3 separate regions of the Ovis aries genome follow, and all the other regions are linked to region 3. Evidence: chromatin contacts called from public Hi-C data. All regions are on one chromosome and are shown on one strand. Each heading gives the region's core, a stretch centred on a gene start, on an enhancer-like site or on the middle of the called end of the contact. The rest is flanking DNA. Distances are from core to core; before and after follow the strand shown. Region 1 has its middle 53 kb from the start of TRNAG-CCC. Region 2 has its middle 35 kb from the start of TRNAG-CCC. Region 3 has its middle 17 kb from the start of CHD2.

Region 1 (5,054 bases), core at 1,416-3,915, 44 kb after region 3:
TCCCTCCCCTGACCCGGACCCTCACCACCACGTCCTTCTGTGGGTGTCGAGGCGTCGAGGATCCAACACTGTTCCACTCAGAGGGGCCGAGCCTCAGAGCTCGTAACTGGACTTGCTCCCTGAGCTTTCGAATCTTGGTGAGCAGTCGTGGAACACAAAGTGGCCAGGGAATGCAGGCTTTTCTCCAGCTGACTTTCCTAGTGTGGCAAGTGGTCCAGAGAAGGGGAGGTGCCCGTGGGGAGTGCTTTGTCCATGAAAGACCCCGCAAGCCCACGGCTCCTTCTAAGCTGAGGTTCCCTTTGCCCCTCACCACCAGCTCAGCTGCTCACCGCATGAGTCTGGGGTCAGGGTTTTTGAAAATGACTATCGACTGTGCCAAGTGTCCTTTCAGCCTGTGACCTAGACAGGAACCTCACATTGCCCTCACATGTCTGTGTGTAGAGTAGGGGAGAAGTGTGTGTCCAGGGCTCCTGCTGACTCGCCGTGTCTACACCTCAACGTGAACATGGACGTCGGTGCCACGGACGTCTGGCCTGTGCCCAGGATTTTTACAGGTATAAAGTGTTAGCGGAACTGCTACCTACAATAAACAGTTACCCCTGCAGAATGGTGGAGGGTGTCCATCCTGACATCTTTAGGGGGAGGGAAAAAAAAGATTTGAACATGTCAAGGAAAAGCTGCTGTCGACTGAGCAGGACAGAGGATGATGGGAAAGGAACTCTGGCCAAAGGGAATAAGCACATTCAGACTGAAAGGAAGGAAGCCTTGGCATCTGGGGCCTCAAGCCCAAGCAGACCTGCTTTCCTGGGGCTCGTCTAAAAACCAGCCTCTGGTCCCAAGTCAGCAAGCAGGAGCGAGGAGGCTGGAGGGCAGCGTGGGCCCGGCCCCTCTGGATGTGCCATTTCCCTCATCGTGCTTCTCACGGGTCCACCGTGGAGTCTGTGCAAAGACCGCCAGCCCCTCGCTGAGCCCTCTGAGGAACCAGCTGACTGCCTTTCACCAAGATCCCTCCTCCGGGCAAGCCAGTGACCGCTTCAGCTGCTCAGTGCTCCAGGAATCTGAGAGTGATTCGTTTCTTAAGGTTTCTGGGAAAGCATTTTACCCAAGCCCTTTGTGAACCAAGTTGGTGTATTTTTCCCTGAAAGCAGTCTCTCTCTGGGAGAGTCCGGCTGACCACTTCAGAGAGAGGCCTGGCCACTGGCTGGGGGAGCGGGGTCACACAACCAGTGCCCCCCACTCCCCAGCTGCCCAGGCCTGCCACGTGGGCGACACCGGCCAGGCAGGGCCCAACCTCCTCTAGAGCGACTTCGCTTCTGCAGTTTTAACTGAACTCAGGGGTGTCCATCTCAGGGGTGTCCGTGAGGCATGGAGGAGGAAGAGAGAGAGTCTGGGAGGAAGGGCTGAGAAGTCACCCACACCCTCCAGGTTGGCCTTAGAGCCAGGCCCTTAGGGACCATGCCTGTCACTTGTGGGTGTCCTTTGGTGCTCTTTGCGTCTTTGAATAAAGTCTGAAACGCTGTGACCCTTTTTCCCCCTCTTGTCAATAAGACATGAAACAAACAAAAATACCAGTCTCTTTCTCTCTCTTCATTCACACTCATACACACACCCGATTGGTTCTGTTTCTCTAGAGAATGCTGACTAATACAACCTGGCTCTCTTGTATCAATCCAAAACATGAGCTTCTTGACCAGCAGTTTCTGACCTGGATTCATGTAAATTCAGGGATTTACATGGGATTTTCATGTAAAATATTTCCTGTGCTACTTCTTAATAGTAGACAGTGTGCCCTGATACACAACATTGACATAGTGGCTGAAAAACCTCATAGCAAGGTGGCAGGTCTCAGTGGTTTTTGGAGGAGGTCGTGAACAAGAACCAATGAACATGGCTCATCAGTAATCTGTTGCAAAGATGCTGTGCTCCTCAGTGCAGAAGTAAATCTTTCATTCCTGGAGAATGTGAATCAAGTGAAACAGGGTTCTGTCAGTTTATAAAACTTAATTACATTTTTAACTCCATACATTGTCCAGTAAAGGCATCTGAAAATACTTAACTTCCAGGGTGAATCAACAGTAAATTAATTGCAAGAAGGTACCAGCTTCCCTGGTGGCTCAGATGGTAAAGAATCTGCCTGCAATGCAGGAGATTCGGGTTCGATCCCTGAGTCAGGAAGATCCCCCGGATGAAGGAAATGGCAACCCACTCCAGCATTCTTGCCTGGCGAATCCCATGGACGGAGGAACCTGGCAGGCCACAGTCCATGGCGCCTGTAGAGTTGGATGCCACTGAGCGATGAACACACACACACACAAACCACATATAATGTGCTCAGAAATTATCTACATTTTAATTAATCTCTGAACTGTGGAGATTTTTGTGTCAGTTCAGCATCAAATTTGCTCAGCAAACCCCAGGTTAATTCTAAACTTTCAGCATAAGAACATCCCCCAAAGAAGAGAAAATCGAGTGGGGAGAAAAATCAGTCCAGTGGCTTAAGTTTTTCAGCCTTGGGGAGTTAAGAAAAACACTTCAGCATGAGGACAAAAGCTCCCTTGTTTAAGCGCTTCCCCAGCTGCACTTCAACTAAATATATCCCAGCAGAGTGTTTTCATTTCCCCACCCTCTCCTGGAGCCAGTCACATGGTGAGAAACAGCTCGAGGCCCCCAGGACTGACGCTGCAGAGGCAGTGCCTTGGTTACCGCTAGGACTTCCTCCCAGCACGGCCCCCTTGCCCGCCCCCTCTTCCCCGGAGGCCACGGGGTAGGCAGGGGGGTGGGGGGAAGGAGCCCAGGGTGGAGAGGAGGCCTGCAGGGGTTAACTCAGCGGCCTGTCTGGAATTCAGGCACCACCTGGGCTGACAGCATGAATGACTCATTGTTTCCCCTCTGAACAGGCTGAGGAGTGCTTCCTTCTCGGTGTCAATAACTGAGGCAGAGTGAAATGGTTTTTTCGCCCCCCTTTCCCCCTAACCCGTTTTCTAAAACTGAGCGTAGAACTGGAAATGTGCAGCAACGGTAGCCAAGGTTACTGCTTTGAGTTTGTCTTCAGGGGTCAAAGGATGTAAATTTACTGTCCACAAACAGAAAGGGGCCCAGAGCCAGGGGTCCTCTGACTTACAGCTTGTGTGACAGTCTTACAAAATGAAGCAAACTTAGTTTAAACTTCTAGCCTGCCTAAGCCTGTGGCCTGTGTGTTAGATCTTACATTACCCGTGATTTGTATATATGGAAATTCTGACCGATCCTTTCCTGTGGCGAAATTTAAGACTTGTAGTCTTCCACTCCTGGTTCTAGAAAAGGGTAGAATTCATCACACCTCACCTCACATTTTCATGTACGGAGCCCCTCCTTGATGTCTGTGAGTTTTCTCCTTGGGAAACTGGGTCAGTAGATTTTCCTGGGCTGTGGGATCTTCTGCCTTCATGAGACATCTCAGTCCAAAAGCTTGAGAGACAGACCACACATTTAAGGCGAAAGAAACACAAGTTTGATCCCTTGGTTGGGAAGATGCCCTGAAGGAAGAAATGGCAACACAGTTAAGTATTCTTGCCTGGGAAATCCCATGGACAGAGGAGCCTGGTGGGCTACAGTCCATGGGGTCGCAGACTCAGACACGATCGAACACACACACATCACTCGTCCCCGCAAGTGTGTCATAGGTAACAAGTTCTGAACTCTTGTTGCTTTGGCCTCTTTCTTCTACTTAACTACATTCTTGAGTGTTTAAAGGAAACTATTCAAACATGGAACATGTGGAAAAAAAAAAAAAAAGAAACAAATGCAGAAAGGACAGGAGAGAAGTCCTGTGTAGACTCACGACTGGGTTCTGACTCGAACTGGGAGGTGAACATGCAGCAGAGTGTTTTCCTCATCAAATAAAGGAACAGTCCCGAATAGATTTAAAGTCATGGACCAAAGTATTTGCAATACCCTTTTTTTGAAGCAAACGAAAACGTGCAAAGATTAAGTATTTAAGTATTCTCTGTTTTTGTAGATAAGACACAACTATTGCAGCTTGCTTAGAGAAATGGCAGTAATCAAGGCTTCAGTTTCTCACAAGTAAATGTAGTTCTCTGAATGAGTCTGTTTAATATCACATACAATTGATCTATTTACCAATAAGCTTCCTTCCCTACTAGAGGTTGTGTGGTCCTTGAATGTGCGTCTGTGCTAAGTCGCTTCAGTCATATCCAACTCTTTGTGACGCTATGGACTGTAGCCCACCACGACCCTCTGGAGTGGCTGTCATTTCCTCTGCCAGGGGAGCTTCCTGACTCAGGGATCAAACCCATATGTCTTGTATCTTCTGGACTGGCAGACCGGTTCTTCACCACTAGTACCACCTGGGAAGCCCTTGTGTTCTTGTACCAACACCTGTGCATCTGTGTGTTAGCCACTCAGCCATGTCTGACTCTTGGCAGTCCCAAGCACTGCAGCCGACCAGGCTCCTCTGTCCATGGGTGGGATTTCCCAGGCAAGAATACTGGCGTGGATAGCCATTCCCTTCTCCAGGGGATCTTCTTGACCTAGAGATAGAACCTGGGTCTCCTGCGTGGCAGGCAGATTCTTTACCTTCTGAGCCACCAAGGAAGAGTCACCAGTCTCATTTCAACAGAGACTGGAATTTAAACTTGGGGACAGCTTCTAAGCTCTGAGAGAGGAGACATCTCCATTTTCTCATTGGTACAGCCATCTTCTGAACCCTACTGAGTCTCTTCGTGAAAACACTGGCCTCAGGACTCTAACTTGATTTTTTTAAGTCCTTTCTAGTGGGTGGTGGGGTCATCGTTTTTTCTCAAGTGCAAAAGAAAAGCAATTTGCATAATTTTTTCTCCTCCTGCATAGAACTCTTTAGCATGAGTTTAATAGATCTAAAATTACCTGATGTACCTTTCCCTTGAGAACTTCACTGTATTTCCGTGACTTGTTTGTAAGTGTGCCTAAAAGGAAAACTGACGGCGGGGGGTAAGGGGGACGTTTAAAGGCAGAGTATGTCAGAGGAGGTTTTACAATTAGCTGAGGAAAGAAGAGAACCACAAAGTAAGGGAGAA
Region 2 (4,915 bases), core at 2,287-4,786, 63 kb after region 3:
AACATGTCCACGGAATGGCTGCTGCTACTGCTCCATCATTCATGTGTTGCTGCTGTTTTTTCATTTTACTTCTCTGTGTTTGCTAAATCATTTTCAGAGAGAAGATTCCGGCAAACAGAGTTTAATTTTGGAGGAATAGGCTATGAAATGGTTCCCTGGTAAGGCGTCTCCAAGTACCATTACACTCATGTAGAGCAGAAACAGAATTAATTGGTCAGCTTGGTTTGAACAGAGCTGTCTCTCCTGTCCTGTGGATGGATCGTCTTAGTAGCATACTCACAATAAAACAATTGAAACTGGCGAATTAAATGATGATAGATGATTTAGAGACACTTTTACCCTGCAAAAAACCCACCCCCAAAGTTCATTTATACTAGACAGTTTTGGAGAGCTACAAAGTTTTTTTAAAAAATTATTTTAACTGAAGGGTAACTGCTTTACTATTGTGTTGGTTTCTACCAAACATCAACATGCATCTCCAAACGTCAGCTGATGGGTTTACCTATGTCGCTTCCCACCTCCCTCCCCATCCCACGCCTCTAGGTTCTCACATTTTCATTCCCTGAATCATACAGCAAATTCCCATTGGCTATCTAGTTTACATATGGCAGTGATGTTTTCATGTTACTCTCTCCATATGTACCCCCCCTCCTTCCTCCCCCCAAAGCTGTGTTCATAAGTCTGTTAGAGAGCTACAAAGTTTTTATACTTGCTGCACGTTGGAAAGAAAATGTCAACAATTAGGTTTTTTTGTACTATATCTATACACAGGAAAAAAGCTTGCTAAAAGGAAAAGAGGTTTCTGTATTGTTAATATTTGACAGTGAAAGGGTTCCTTTTAAATATTTAACTTAAGGTTAAATATCCATCTCTGACAGTTCTTAGACACATCTTCATATCAAAAGTAATACACAAAGCACAGCAATGTAACTCAAGTATACTTCAATTTTTTAAAAATTGAGAAAAATATACTAAGAATATATGATTTATAATTTAAAATTTAGAAAAGTGACGGTAAACGAAGTAAAGTAAGAGGGATCTCACCTCAGCTGGAATGCTGATGCAGTCATTTGAAGGGCCAAGATGAATCACCATGGACTCAACAATTTGGTGAGTCAAATATGTATCAATCCACCTTAAAAAGCTCAGATTCATTGTGAGCTGTATTCTACAGAAATATAGGAAGAGCTTTTTGTACAAAAGTACTCATGCCAGAGTTTTTTATAAGAGCAAAAAACGACAAATTTGGTGTTCAGTAGTAAGAGAAAGAAAGGCTGGGTGTTAATTGTGGTATATTGAACTGACAGTATATCATGCAGGCTCTAAAAATCACAAAGATTCTTACTTGACCTTAGAAAACATACACTACAAGTGGCTAATGGCTACCCACTGCAGTATTTTTGCCTGGAGAATCCCAGGGACAGAGAAGCCTGGAGGGCTACAGTCCACAGGGTCGAAAAGAGTCCAACACGTCTGAGTGACAAAATGCTAAACATCAGTTACAAACTAGGTGTAGTGCTCTTTTAGGACAACTAAAGACAAGCTGTTTAATAGTGGTTCTTCCTTGATAACGGCATTCTGAGTGATTTTTTTCTTTGTGTTCGTCTGTATTATTTATATTGTGTCAAACAAAATTTAAGTAATAGAAACTAAAAACGTATCTGAAAAAGTCAAGTGAAGAAGGTACCAAGGTGTACAAATATAATCCCCCCAAACAAACTTCTGTGCCTACAAGAACAAGTTATCTCTGAATTGCTAGGCTACAGGTTCTTTTAATTTCCTTTAAAAAAAAAATCAAATTTGCTATTATGAAATATTTAAAAATTTAAAATACATTTTCTCCTTTTAACAGGAAGGCAGTGCTAGTGAAATTCTGGAGGCAAACAACTGAAGGCCCAGGATGCAAATTCTTGTGCTCCTGAGTAACAGGGGCATTTGCAGAAAAAGTTGCCCAAGTTTGTGTCTGTAACTACAAAAGGAGAAAGAGGAGGCAGCCTCCTTTAGTTGAACAAAGGAAGGATTTGCTCTGAAGAATTTGCATTCTTTTCCCAGGCTCAGGGAAGGGCCGGTTCTAACCCCTCCAGGTAAAAAGATCCTTTAAAAACTTCTTCCAGCCCCTTCTGCCAAGTGATGGACAAGGCCGAAGTGACATCTCTGAAGGCGCCGTTACAAAACAGGAGTGGGTGAAGAGAGATTCTCTCAAATCTCTGGGTTTAAAAAAAAAACAAAATCCGCATTTAAGCCTTAAAATATACTAAGCTGTGTTTTAATCCCCCCACCCCCTTTTCCCGGCCCGACCCCATTATACTGTTTCTAGTCTATCACGTAACAGCAACGCAGTTTTGATCACAGCCCAAGTTTTTAAATCCCCACCAGACTGAGGAAACTGTTAGGGCATCTTCATAGAGAAATTAGTGTTCTTCTGCTTTGTCAGTGCACCAGGGCCCTTTTTACATTCAGAAAATTTTCTTTAAACTCCCAAACCTTTGGGAGACGAGTTCCATTATTTAAAAACAAAACCAGTCGCTTCAACTTGTCGACAGTCTCATAAATTAGCGAGAATCTGAACCTTAACTCTCAACAACGAGACTTATTTCAAAAACAAGGACTGACGTCTCTCCTTTATTCTAAATATACCACCACAAGCCGAATGGCAGTGTTAACTATTTTTACCCACACTTGGTCTGCTGCGTCAAACTCAAGTAAAACGAAACTGGATGAAGAAAGAAAACGGAGCCGAACCGTTGGCCACGCAGAGGTAGAAAGACTCCGTATTCCATTTCTAGATCCTTGGACAACTAAGGGGAAACTGCGGGCCTTTATGGAAAGGCCACCCAATGCTCGTTGATTTTGCTTTATTTCCTGCACCTTGTAATCTGCAACCATCCACACCAACATTTTTTATTTCTGAAAACACGTACAAGGTGACATGTAACAGAACTTCGAACTCTGCCACACACTGGCGACCCCAGAGCAGCTCCTGTGTGTACAAGTCAAACTCCCACCACGACTGGACAGGGTCGGGAATCTACTTAAAAGTCCAGATTATCTAGGGTTTTTTTTTTTTTTTTGCCTCCATCAGAAGGGAAGCGGTGCTAAGCCTCTCAACAAAGGCAGGAAACGGTAACCGAAAATGGTAGCAAAGAGAAGGCGTTTTGATTCAACTAGGACTCCCTGGCTCGATGTGCCGCACTTAATCAAAGGGCGAAAATGCCCGGAGAAAGGCGTTTCTGCCGTCCTTGTTGGCAGGGAGCGACAAACGAGGGGACAAATGGAAACGGGCCGCGAATGATAAGCTGGCCGGCGGGTTCATGAGAACGCGCGGCGGTGACTCTGGTCGAGCTGGCGCAGAGTGTGCGCTGGGCCCACGCCCCCGTCTACGTCCGGGCGGGCGACCACCCCAGACGCTCGAACGGAGGGACCAGGCACCATTTCGCCCACCCCACCCCGCGGACGCCGCCCTTTGCGGGACCCATGGTCTCAGGGTATCCCAGCGGACCCCACCCCCTGCCGCCGCCATCTTGCTGTTTGCCTCCCTCCCGGCCGGCCACGTGGCACTTTCTCTCAGCGGAAGCCGAGGCACCGCCCCAACTTCCGGCCAGACCGGTTCCAGCCGGCCGCGGCCCGCAGACGCGCGGCTGCCCCCTGGCGGCCGGTTGCGCGCCGCGCCGTGCCGCCCCGCCCGACCCGGCCCTCGCCATTCCCTTCCCGGCCCGTCGCACGTATGTGCGCCGCGGCGCGTCCCGGGGGCAGGGCTCCCGATGCGCCCGGCCCGGGGAGGGCCCGTCCCCAAGGGCTTTCGCGTGGGTCCCGGGCATCTTTACACGCAGTTTAAACTGTAAGCTGGTGCGGCCGCAGCCACGAGGTTTTGGCACGCGGTGTCCTGTGTTTCAGGACTTTGAAACCGGACCCTCCCCCCTCGCTTTTCCGAAGCGGCTTCTGCCCTCCGTCGGCGCACTGAGTCCCAGCGGGGTCCGCCCCGAGCGCGTGCACCGCCCCGCGGGCTCCCGGACGCGGGATGGGGAGCCACGTGCGGGCTCGGGCGCCCCGATTCCGGTGCTCCCGGCTGTCTTCACTTTAACCCCCCCCCCCCCCCGGCCCCAGGTTGCTTTCACGTTACGGTTCTTGAGCGTTTGTCTTGACAAAGGCTCCTGCATCTGCTGTATCTTAACCTGCTCAGCAGCCTTTGAGATGAGAATTGTATTAAAAAGAAAATAGAGAATTGAAGCCCAGGGAGAGTAATTTGGTCCAGAGGCAGAACCTGCGTTGTAAGCTGGGCCGTCTTAGTTCCCACTAAGCCTTTAGATGGTCAGATGGCTCTGAACAGTAGTATCTACAGCAACTGTGGGCTTAGCTGGAAAGGCAAATGTCTACCAGACCTGCTGAATTGGAAACCCCTAGAGGGTGGCGATCTATAATTAACAAGCACTTAGTGATTCCGAGGCACCCTAAAAGTACCTTCCCTCGTAGCCTTTTTAAGGGTAAGGAAAGAATCTGTGATTTTTAGTGCGAACTCCGTGCCAGGGTTAGGCATTTTCCTAGTTATGTGATGTATTCCTCCCCACGCCGTTTTACAGGAGACTGAACCAGCAAACTTCCCTTGTGTGTAAAATGTTGAACATTTGTGCAAAATGGTATAAGCTTACATGTGCTACTAGATTTGCTTGTACTTTGTATGCATAAAATATCCCTAGGAGGAGATCAAGAAGTTGTTGGTAGTGCCTTACATCCAAGGAAAGGAGGCGGTTTGCCAGAAGGACTGAGTTGGGAAGAGTTGTTGGGTTTTTTTTTTCTTCTGTAAGTCTTTGTAAATTTTGAATGTCTGCCACATTGCTTATGAAAAATTAATCAGTAGTTGATGTAAAAAAGAACTAGAAATTTTATTTGCGCCAACCTGAAGGTTACGACCTGGAAG
Region 3 (4,515 bases), core at 416-2,915:
TACACTACAAGAAAGTAACTTCACAAAGGGATTTGGTGTCTGAATATTCCTTTGCAAAAGTTTTGTCGACCACAGCTTGTGAGGATATATATCATTTTTTAAAATAATCAAACGACGAACTTAAACTTTCAAAAGTCTAGGAACTGACCCAAGTATCTCCTAACATTCAGGTGTGGTATAACGGCTCCTTATGACCTTTTTAAAAGTACCCCAACAGTAGATTTAATCATTGTTCAAACAACAGAATGTCAAACAATCTTGGCGTAATTACTCAGTAAAATAAACTACCTTAATCAAACGTCATCGTCTAGCACCGTAATTTTAATCTATTTCCATTAATCAGCCCTGACGACATAGTAAACTTGGCTTCTTAATTTTTGAAATACCAGAAGCACTCCTCCAACTTGCATTTTTAAAAAGACAACCTTAACGTCTATAAAGGGTTGAACAAGCAGCAACTACCTTTTCATCTGTAACACTGCAGCCGTTTTCAAAATCGGCTTGGAAAGAGTTAAAAGCCAACACCCAAAAGGAAAAAAAAAAAAACACAAGTTTTTATTTTTTGTTGAAACGTAGTCAGGGTTCCATTGTTCTTTTAAATTCGACCACGAAGATGTGTTCCCACCTCACGGGAAAGGGGTTAAAAAAAAACTCCCCAGTTGGAAGGACATGAAAAGGGGATTCTTTTTTCCTTACCCTAAATATCAAAATAACTCACCAGGACAGACGGGGGCTCTCCTCGCACGGTCGCCGCCGCCGCCCCTTTCCCCGCGGGGCCGGTCCGGGCAGCGAGCAGGCCCCCCGCCCGCCGCGGGGTCTGCAGCGGGGGCCCGCGCCCCCAGCCCCCGGCCCCGCGGCGCTTCCCGCCCGGAGAGCCAGCGAGCGGCGCCGCCGGGGGAGAGCCGGCCCGCGAGGCCCTGCCCGCCGCCCCCTCCTGCTCGCGAGCTCAAGGACATTTTGCTTTTCCTCCCAAGGACAAAGGACAATAAAAGGAGCCGGGGAGCCACTCACCGGGTCCGAACGCCGCGGCCGACCCCTCCTGGTCGCCTGCACCCGACTCCCGCGCCAGGGCGCCCGCCCGAGCCTCCCGCCCGTACGGGTCGGGCCGCCGGGGCCCCGGGGAGCCTCGGCGGCCGCTGCCGCAGCGACGCTCTCCGCGTCGTGGGCCCGGCCGCCCCGGGCGCCTCTGCCGCGGGCTCCCAGCCCGGCGCGCGGCCCGCCTCGCCCCCCAGCCACAGCCGCTTTGCTCCCGCGGGTCTGCGGGCCGCCCGGGAGGAGGTCCTCGCCGGCCGGCGGGCTCCGCGGCCGCGGCGGAACGCCTGACAGCTCGGGGTGCTGCTGCCTCTCCGGCCATCTTGTGCCGTGTGTGTGTGGTGTCTCTCTCCCGTCTCCTCTCTCGGCTCTACTCCCTCCTCCTCCTCCCCCCCGCCCCACACACCACACAACATGGCCTCTTCGCTGCGGCGGCGGCTGCTGCGGCGGCGGCAGCAGCTCCGCCGCGTTCCTGCCCGCTCCCCTCCCCCATTCTCCCCGCCTCCCGCCCGCAGCCCCAGGTAAGCAGTACGCATGCGCGCCACCGCCCGCCCGTCGCGGCCATTGGCTCCTCGAGCTTCCTGCCACCCCCTTCCCGGGGAGAGGCCTCACGCACGCTCGCAGGCGTCTTCCTCCCGCCTAACAACAACCACTTGGAAACTATTGGCTAATTCTGACCCCACCCCTTCAGCTGCCTCCCCTTGGATAGGCTGGCCTTAATGCCACTCACCTTCTGTAGGTGTCTCGGGTTTTCTTGAGGGGTCCCAGCCAGCGATTGGCTGACGATGGAACATTTGGTTTGGAGCTGGTTTGTTGGTTTGCGCCCCGCAGTGCGGACCCCTTGGAGAAGGCTAGGGGGGTCCCAGGCGCGGAATAGGCTAGGCCAGTATTATTAGTACAGTGTCCTAGAGATGGGGACTTCGCCCTTGGAAAAAACTTGGAATTCGGTGTTTTTGACTTCAGATTTTTGTCTTTTTTTTTTTAATTTAAAAAAAAAGGAAAATGACTGACAGGATGACGGGCAAACAAGATGCAGGTTCATAGCCCTTGGGCAACAGCCATTTCTCCTCAACTGTAGAACTCAAGATTTGTCTTCTAAACAACCCAGCGTTCCCTAAAGGTCAAAGAATTAGAGCCAAGTGATTTTTCAACCAGCACATCCCCCTAGCCAAGCATCCTAATTGAGATGCCACTTATTTGAGAGTTTGTAAGCTTCTTGTTGACCGTTTATGAAAGTGTATTATTATGCACATTGTCCCTCGGCCTTGTGAATCAGTATCTCTTAATTCTGGCTGGACCAGATTCCACCCTTCAGGGAGTGTTTGTTAAAGCGATAGTTTGAAGCTGAACAGTCACGGTCTACCTGCCAACCACCTTCTCCCAGAACACAGGCAAAACAAGCTTCACTTCCTTTAAGTAAATCTTTCCCCGCCCCCCTCTCCCCTTACTTCTTCCTACTTAAATCCGGAAGCAACTCTTGGCAGACCGAGGAATAACTGAAAACCTAAACTTTCCTGAAATGGATGGGAAAAGGAAAAGTAGTGGCTCTCTCCCAATGCCAGCATTTTAGAAGTCTTGCTCCTTTTGGCAAGGAACCTGGGAAAAAGGGAAGGAACACTAGCCGCTCTTAGTCTTAACGGATTTATTTGAGGGAAGGAGTCTTGGGGAAAGGTGGGCAACTCTGAAATTCTCTTAAGACCCTGTGTTCTTTTCTTGAATTAGAATCAGAAAATGTGAAATATTCATGAGGCCTAGGAACTAGGTCTGGCCCCTTCTTTTCAAAACAATACAGTTGTTAGTTCATTAAGTACATCAGCTACTTAGGACAGAACTAGGGCTAGAACTCAAATCTCCTAACTTTATATAGATCTTAGGGTTCCTTCTGTGCAAACTGGCCATTCTCCTTAACAGTGTAATTGGAGCTCTAAGTGAACACAAAAGGAATGCTTCTTTAACTGAAATTCAGCTTTTCTCCATTTAATTTCCAAGAGATATTCCTTTACACAATCTAACTTTGAACATTGTAGACCTACTGCAGGCTGTGTTCTCTAAAATAGCCCCACCCTGAACTTTTTGTCTTCCTCCTTCCTGATTTGTCCTTGTGTGTTCTTTGTTCATCTCCCAACCTTTTCCCTCCTAGCCCTACCTGAAATCCATCTTTGATTCTGCTTGTCCTGGTTCATCACGGAGTACTTCTCTGCCAGCAAAACTGGCCTGAACAGGTCCTTATTAAAAATAGGTATGACTGAAAAACATTGAGTAAGCTATGCACCAGGCATTGTTCTAAGCCCTCATTGGAGGTTGATTTAGGTGATCACACAGCACCCCTATGAGAGGCTGTTATTATCACTGTGTATTATCTCTGTTAGGAAACTGAGACGCAAGGAGTTTAACTTGCTCAGGTCCACACTGCTAAGAAATATTAGAATCAGCATTGAGCCCAGTAGTCTGACTCCAGACCCATTCCCTTTTGCCTCTCCCAGCTTTTGGCCAAGACTGCCCCCTTGCCAGATGGGTTCAGTTGGATCTCCCATTGTGGGAACTGTCTGATTTGCCAGGTGCTCTCTCCCCTACTTCATTGAAGGGTTGCACCTTCAGAATCAGGCGTCCCTCCAATTGGGAGATGTCAGATCCATTTTAACTTAATCCCCAGACCTGGTCCCCATCCTCCACCCTACTGCTATTAATCGCCTGGCATGCTACCTGGGAACTCTAGCTCTCTAGTTCTGGTTTTGTTCGTTTGTTTTGTTTTTGGCTGTGCTGGGTCTTCATTGCTATGTGTGGGCTTTCTGTAGTTGCAGCAACCAGGAACTACTCTCCGGTTGCAGTGCTCAGAGCTTCTCATTGTGGTTACTTCTCCTGTTGCAGTGAACACCACTTTAGGCACATGGGCTTAAGTAGTCGTGGCACCTGGGCTTTAGTTGCTTGCCAGTGTAGGAGACGTAAGAGACTCCGGTTCAATCCCTGGGTCGTAAAGATACCCTGGAGGAGGACATGGTAACCCACTCCCATATTCTTGCCTGGAGAATCCCATGAACGGAGGAGCCTGGTCGGCCACAGTCCATAGGTTTGCAAAGAGTCAGACGCGACTGAAGCGACTTAGCATGCACACACACCTTAGTTGCTCCACGGCGTGTGGAATCTTCCAGAAGCAGGATTGGAACCCTATGTTGGTAGGCAGATTCATAACGACTGGAGCACCAGGGAAGTCCCTCTAGCTCTCCTGTTTTACTCCTTGTTCAATTGTGGATCCTCACGGTTCAATTGTGGAGTGACTTTCTTTTTAAGAAGATACATCTTGGGTGGCTTATAGCTTTCTTCTTCCAAGTTTACATTCCATACAACGTCTTCTTCAGAGAAGGCCCTTATCTACCCAATGGAAATGTTTTCCCTATCACCTCACATATGACAGTCATGATTTCTTTTGCTATATCAACACTGTGCCTTTAGCTATCCTCTTTAAAGCTAGACTGATGATGATGG

What was found. Hi-C and Micro-C count contacts between places; a contact is called where the count stands out from the background.
Region 1: a Hi-C map of hypothalamus shows a contact between it and region 3, with 2.8 times the contacts expected there. The contact joins two enhancer-like sites. A contact is called at or near these places in 8 of 16 Hi-C or Micro-C datasets (blood, hypothalamus, liver and 4 more).
Region 2: a Hi-C map of hypothalamus shows a contact between it and region 3, with 6 times the contacts expected there. The contact joins two enhancer-like sites. A contact is called at or near these places in 8 of 16 Hi-C or Micro-C datasets (blood, hypothalamus, liver and 4 more).

The regions. Positions count from the first base shown.
Region 1 is chr18:13,621,871-13,626,924 of ARS-UI_Ramb_v3.0, forward strand. No RefSeq gene overlaps it. Among named protein-coding and RNA genes, the nearest start is that of TRNAG-CCC, 53 kb to the right of the region's middle. Within about 2 kb of position 2,666, at least 43 of the 54 cell types and tissues checked have an H3K27ac peak or open chromatin away from gene starts, as enhancers often do. A contact at or near this core is called in hypothalamus and liver, where this site is marked.
Region 2 is chr18:13,640,080-13,644,994 of ARS-UI_Ramb_v3.0, forward strand. No RefSeq gene overlaps it. Among named protein-coding and RNA genes, the nearest start is that of TRNAG-CCC, 35 kb to the right of the region's middle. Within about 2 kb of position 3,537, at least 49 of the 54 cell types and tissues checked have an H3K27ac peak or open chromatin away from gene starts, as enhancers often do. A contact at or near this core is called in hypothalamus, liver, muscle and 1 more, where this site is marked.
Region 3 is chr18:13,578,881-13,583,395 of ARS-UI_Ramb_v3.0, forward strand. No RefSeq gene overlaps it. Among named protein-coding and RNA genes, the nearest start is that of CHD2, 17 kb to the left of the region's middle. Within about 2 kb of position 1,666, at least 51 of the 54 cell types and tissues checked have an H3K27ac peak or open chromatin away from gene starts, as enhancers often do. A contact at or near this core is called in hypothalamus, liver, muscle and 1 more, where this site is marked.